2 separate regions of the Bos taurus genome follow, and region 2 is linked to region 1. A link is a contact called in public Hi-C data. All regions are on one chromosome and are shown on one strand. Each heading gives the region's core, a stretch centred on a gene start, on an enhancer-like site or on the middle of the called end of the contact. The rest is flanking DNA. Distances are from core to core; before and after follow the strand shown. Region 1 overlaps EBPL (EBP like). Region 2 overlaps LOC112449041 (a long non-coding RNA gene).

Region 1 (3,196 bases), core at 490-2,989:
TAATCTGCCGTCTTTCTCCTCCATCTCCCCACTCTTCTGCCTTCCTCATACCTTCTATAAGCTGCTATCTTGTATGTCCAGCTCAGAATTACATAAGAGACTTCTCTTTGTGACAGGTGGAAGAGAAGTTTCTAGAATGATTTGGGGGCAGAGGATGAAAATAACTACTCTTTGATTTTCCACAATATTGGTGGCCAATCACTCAAAGCTGCTAACACTGTGCTTGTCTATACAGGATCGAGGTTGTCACTACCATCATATTTCTAGTGTTTTTTATTTTGACCGATCCGAAATTAAGCTATATCAGATGATTTTCTACTCCACTTTTCGTCTAACAAAGAACGGTGGTCGTCATCCACTCCACATGTCACTTTGGCATCGGGACAGCTGGTGTTTCTCCTCTTTCCAGCCGGATAGGGAAGAGCACTTACCGATAATGTTTCTCTTTGACGATGGCATAAACGAGGACCAGGGCCAGAGATCCACCCAGGACGACCGTCAGAATTTCCACAGACACGATGGTTGGATCAAAATAAAGCCATCTTGCATCAGCTTTGCCATATTCTTTCCCTAAAAACAAAACACTTTGTTACTCATCTGGCAACTATTTTTAGGACAGTTGGTGGAAATGACCTCCCCCCACCACATTTGGAGGAGGTAAAAAGAATAACTGAACTGCCATTCTCTCTACAGTCTTCATGATGCCTTAGTGGAAGGAAAGAGGGGTCCTGAGACAAAAACCCATTACCACCGGACACAAGTGATGATAACAACATCACGTTACATTTGTAAAATGATTTGCATTTTCCAAAGTGCTTTCACAGGTGTGGCTTCTTCACCTCCTCCTTTTCCATCATAAGCAGCAGAATTCTAAACCAATTCGACACAGTCAGACTTTGCAAAGTAATCTTTAATAATTATCTTGGTAGATGCATTATAATTCCTAACTTTAAAATTTCAATATAAAGTTTGTATTAGTCAGACGTGGGAAAATTACTGTTCAGGAAATGTTTATAAAAACACATTTATTAATAACTGAAGAGGAATTGAGTGTTGAGGGGCCAGCAAGGAGGGGAGGGGAGCAACACAGCCTGGACTACAGAATGAATCTGAAATGGACAAAGAGGGCATTTCAGTCTGCTACAGACACAGTATTCACTAACAACAGCCACCACAAAAGCCCCAGTTGTGCTGACCCGGGGGTAGGTGTGCACTAAGAAATCTTTTCAGACCCCATTATCAGGATGGTTTCTTCTAGAAAGCACCATGAGGTCAGAGAGTCTTCATGCAAGGCCTGGACCGCGGGCCTTGCATGAAGTCATATTTCCTTCCCTCCTTCTCTCTTCTTTCCTTCCTCCTCCTCTCCCTCCTCTTTTTCTCTGTCTTTATCTCTTTCTTTTTCTGTTTGCCAAAGTAATACATGCTGGTCCTAAGATCTCACATAACCAGTGGGGGAAAAAAACACCCCAAAGCCCCCACCTCTTTGCTTCAACTACGGTTCTCACATAACTTAGGAAAGCTATGAATGGTCCCAAATTAGCTACATGATCTGATTGATTGGTCTGAACAGCACAAAACAACAGTCTCTTAATGGTTAGAGTTAGGGTCCCTCCGGGGCTGGGGACAGAGGTTTCTGATGAAAGGCTGTCCTCAGGGAAAGGACAGGCCAGTAAACAGAGTGAGCTATTAAATGAGATAACACAGAGAGACACGCTGAGTGGAGAGTCTGAGAGGCAGACGCAACTGGCAGAGGCGTCCAGCCTGTCCTGAGCTGACTGCCAGCCGTGACCTCACCGGAAAACAGCTAACAGTGAAAGTAAAAGTTTTCCCTTTAAACACAGATACAACAGGTGGGATACAGCTCCTAGCGTACCCAAAATCTAAGAAAATATCACAAGTGCAAGGTCAGTGCTTTAGGAGCGAAGAGATTAGTGGGTATTCAGACATTCACAAAAATAACCCTATTCATTCATTAAAAAAAAAAAAATTTATTTGGCTGCGCTGGGTCTTAGCTGTGGCACAAGGGATCTTCAGTCTCTGTTGCAGCACTCGGGATCTTTAGGAGCAGCACGGGAACTCTTAATTGCAGTATGTGGATCTAGTTCCCTGACCAGGGATTGAACCCGGGGCATCAGGAGTGGGGCGTCTTAGCCACTGGACCACCAGGAAGTAGCATATAGACGCCTCTGTGCTAGACCTCAAGAATGCCTAGCACAGAACACAAAGTCTGCCTGCTGGTGGCTCATGCAGTAAGTGACGGGGGCAGAGAATGGGGCCAGGGAGGCACTGCACAGACCAGGAGATGAGGGGTTCGGATCACCTCCTCCTCACCCTACAGGGGAGGGAGAGAGTCCACCCTGGGCTCATGGGGCGGCTCAGCACACAACAGGCGGGCGACACTGGACGGATGAGGCTGACGGCGGCTCCTCGGTGATGTGAGACTCGCAGGCTCGGAGAGGAGGACACGGGCCACGGGGGGCCACAGGGGGGCCGTACTAGGACACAGAGGGAATGGGGTGGGGGGGGGGCCATGGGAGGCGGGCTGTGCACTAAGGGTGGGTGAGCCCTGCTCCCACGGGCCACGTGGCTGGCCTGCTGGAGTAGTTCTGAGCGCTGGCAGGGCACTGAAGCTGGCTCCTTAGGGACACACAGGCGCCGTGCTGGTCTGCAAGCCGGAAGGGTGTGGGGTTGGGGGCTGCTTGTCTAGACTTCCATTATACGGGCAAGCAGGGTGGGGAGGGGCTGTGTGCTGAGGGTGTTTGAGGGCCTCTGGATTTTACCAGGAGTCAAGGCACACGCAACCCTGGATCTTAATCTCAGGCTCTTCTCTTACTCCCAGACCTCCCACTGTTGGTGTTCAGTTGCTCAGTTGCATTTGACTCTTTGTGACCCTACGGGCTGCAGGATGCCAGGCTTCCCTGTCCTTCACCACCTCCCGGAGTTTGCTCACACTCGTGTCCATCGAGTCGAGGATGCCGTCCAACCGCCAGCAATCAAGGCGATGAAGTGAGGATAAGCACCCCACAGATCAGTGGCCAGCCCACCATTCGTTTCTGTCCCAAAAGGTTCCCGGTCCAGTCTCAAGGGCCAGTTAGAGGAGGGGGTCACTTAACACGAGCCCCACATAGACCCTCGAGTGGTGCGTCAGTTGCCCCCACCTTGCGGAAGTGTGTATGAACTGAAACACAGCTCTCAC
Region 2 (3,196 bases), core at 501-3,000, 180 kb after region 1:
GCAGGTTGGCCTCCCTGAGTCCACTAACCTACAGAATAAATGCATAGTAAAGGATGGGGGGCAGGCAGGCTGTCTTGGCCCAGGAGTCTGTTTTCCAGGGGTTCACTGAGATGCAGTACCTCTTGCACACAGAGAGCATTAGGCTTGTGAACTCTGCTGTGGGCAGAAGAGATACTAAAGTTGTTTGGAGGCTGCGGCAGTTGATGATGCCAGTCTGTGACATGAGAGTCTAGCAGAGTTAGAAAGGAGCCTGTGTTCCTTGCTTTACAAACACAAAAAGCCAGGGCTTTGTCCACAAGACCACATTGGGACTGGTGAGTGTAACAGAGAGAAACAGAATTCCAGCCTCCCAGCTGCTCCTCTCTTCATTCCTATACTTTAAAAAAAAAAAAAAAAAATTTGTTTATTTATTTGACTGTATTGGGTCTTAGTTGGATCACTCGGGATCTTCCTTGCTTCATGATAGATCTTTCTTTGCAGCCCACAGACTCTCTAGTTACGGTGCACGGGCTTAGTTGCTCCCAAGGCACATGGGACGTGGGATCTTAGTTCCACAACCAGGGATTGAATCTCCGTCCCCTGCACTGCAAGGCCGATTCTTAACCACCGAACCACCGGGGAAGTCCCACTCCTATACTCTTAAAAAAAGAACTGACACAAGACCAGACAACAAAAAGTCCAGAAAGAACTGACATCTTTTGCATGAGCATGGCCTTCATTAAAGAGTGTTTTCTGAATATGGGCTTGGTGTCAGTTCTCCCGTGAGCGCTGCTCTGCTGGATCACAATGGTCCTGTAGGCAGATACAGTCAAGGTTCAGGGCTCCGTGGTGTGCGTGCTTTGGGCTCCCAACTGTTGGCAGGATGGATGGGTGGGTGGGTGAACGAACAATTGCCCGAAGGAGCTGGAGAATATCACCTGGACAGACTCGGAGTACAAATTCAGTGTCAAGGAACATCATGTTACACTGGTTATTTTTTCTGGCACGGGAGACTATGTCTCAGAGGAAAAACCCTGCTGTTGCCCAGCAGTGTAGACATCAGCCATCAATTACATGCAGTCACTACTGCTGTTTTTTAATGTGTCCTGACTCCTTCAGTGGAGGCAATAAACAGTTAAAACATTTGCTCCTACACTGTCCTGAACACTCGTTTGGAGTGGCTGTGAAAATCAACCATCTGAGGAGAAAAGAAGGAAAAGGAATTAACCTCCAATGACTTCACTTTCAGAATGAGTCAGGGCAGCTTAAAAAAAAAAAAATCACCACTGGAGAGGTAGAGAGAGAGGCAGAGACACAGGGCTTCAGAAGCAACAGCAAGCTCCAAGGAGAAAAGGACAGTGTTAATAAAGGCTGTTTTGGTTCTCTTGTCCCTGGGGTCTTTTGGTGGGTCCATGATTAGGTCTGCAACTCACCTGGCTCCCTTTGGAGAACTGAACACTTGGCGCTTCTTGGGCCACAAAGATGTTTTGCTGCTTTTGGAGTCGGGAAGAGATGGGTTCTAGTCCGCTGGCTGCGTGACTTTCGGCCAGTTACTTAACCTCTCTGAGCATTAACTTAGCTGTAAGACAGGTTTGTCCAGAGTAAGGGATATAGCACACGGGGCATCAGTGCGCGCTCATCGAAGGGCTGGAAAGTGAGGGGGTTTCCGGTTCCCGGAGTTACTGAGAGCAAACTGCGCGGGGAGGAAGGGGGACGCGCCTTCCGCGAGGCCTCAGAGCCACCTTGCCTCGCTCGAGGGGCCAGTCCAGGCTCGAGCTCTGAAGACAGCGCGCCCCCTAGAGGCCGTCCTCCGGAACAGGTTTCTTCCTGCACAGGGCGAAATAGAAACCTTAGGGGCACCCCTGGCCAAAGGCACAGGGTGAAGAGGGGCCGCCCAAAGCTGTCAAAGCCTTTTTCTGTGTTTTCCAAGGGCTTCGAGCGGATTCTTTCGATGGTACCAGGCTGCATCCCCCGGCTGCTGAGCTGACCACAGTCGGGTAAACTGAAAGAAATACTTGGTTTGTTCAAGAAGGAAAGACTCAAGTAATATTTACCGAGCATTTACTCTGTTCCAGTGTGGGAACTGGGTGCTCTTCACTTAGCCTTATCTTGTTTAAACTTCTCAGCAGCCCTGCGAGGGAAGGTTTATCCTCTGTTTTTCGGGTGAGGCAATTGAAGCACCCTAAAAGAAGGTATTTGCACAGTTGAAACATGCCGAAGTTGAGATTTGTGTTAATCTGTTGTTGTTGTTGAGTCACTCAGTCATGTCCAACTGTTTATGAAACCATGGACAGTAGCCTACCAGGCTTCTCTGTCCATGGCATTCCCCAAACAAGAATACTGGAGTGGGTTGCCATTTCCTCCTCCAGGGGATCTTCCCAGGGATCGAACGTGTCTCCTGCATTGGCAGGTGGATTCTTTACCACTGAGCCACCAGGGAGGCCATTTGTTAAGACTCCTATAACAAAAAACCCCAGACTGGGTGGTTTAAACAACAGAAATGTATCATCTCACAATTCTGGAGGACAGAAGTCTGAAATAAGATGGAGTTGGTTCTTCCTGAGAGGGCCCTGAGGGAGGGATCTTTTCCAGGCCTTTCTCTTTGGCTTGTAGATGACTGTCTTCATTCAGTATGCATGTCTGTCCCCCAATTTCCTCTTTTTTAAAAACACCAGTCATATTGGATTAGTAGTAGTTGTAGTGTTAGTCTATCAATCATGTCTGACTCTTTGGATCCCCATGGCCTGTAGCCCGCCAAGCTCCTCTGTCCATGGAATTCTCCAGGCAAGAATACTAGAGTGGGTTTTCATTTCATTCTCCAGAGGATCTTCCCGACCCAGGGATCAAACATGGGTCTTTTGCATCGCAGGCAGATTCTTCACCATCTGAGCTACTGGGGAAGCCATATCCAGCAAAACTGTCCTTCAAAAAAGATAAAAGAATATATGGCAATATAAACAAAAACAAGAAAACAAACATAAGAAATCTTAGATGTGAAAAATATATCAATAATAGTTGAAAAGAACACATCAGGTGGATGAATAACAGAATGGATAGGGCTGCAGAACAAATTAGCAACTTGGAAGACCAGGTGAAGGAAATCTTTCAGAAGGAAGGAGGAAAGAGATATAAAATATTTTAAATTTTATTTTACAAAGAGATATAAAATATTTTTTAAAAGCTAGGTTATTTGGAAGATAGAAGTAGAAGTATTGAA

Evidence for each region. A called contact is a pair of places that touch in the nucleus more often than the background predicts.
Region 2: a contact with region 1 is called in a Hi-C map of an unstated tissue, with 3 times the contacts expected there. The contact joins two enhancer-like sites. A contact is called at or near these places in 2 of 11 Hi-C or Micro-C datasets (skeletal muscle and an unstated tissue).

The regions. Positions count from the first base shown.
Region 1 is chr12:19,205,337-19,208,532 of ARS-UCD2.0, forward strand. EBPL (EBP like) reads right to left here. Exons shown (of 4, transcript NM_001205739.1): 3 at 432-570. Among named protein-coding and RNA genes, the nearest start is that of EBPL, 26 kb to the right of the region's middle. Within about 2 kb of position 1,740, at least 13 of the 102 cell types and tissues checked have an H3K27ac peak or open chromatin away from gene starts, as enhancers often do. A contact at or near this core is called in skeletal muscle, where this site is marked.
Region 2 is chr12:19,385,136-19,388,331 of ARS-UCD2.0, forward strand. LOC112449041 (a long non-coding RNA gene) reads right to left here. Exons shown (of 4, transcript XR_003037498.2): 2 at 1,413-2,901. Among named protein-coding and RNA genes, the nearest start is that of SPRYD7, 30 kb to the right of the region's middle. Within about 2 kb of position 1,751, at least 48 of the 102 cell types and tissues checked have an H3K27ac peak or open chromatin away from gene starts, as enhancers often do. A contact at or near this core is called in skeletal muscle, where this site is marked.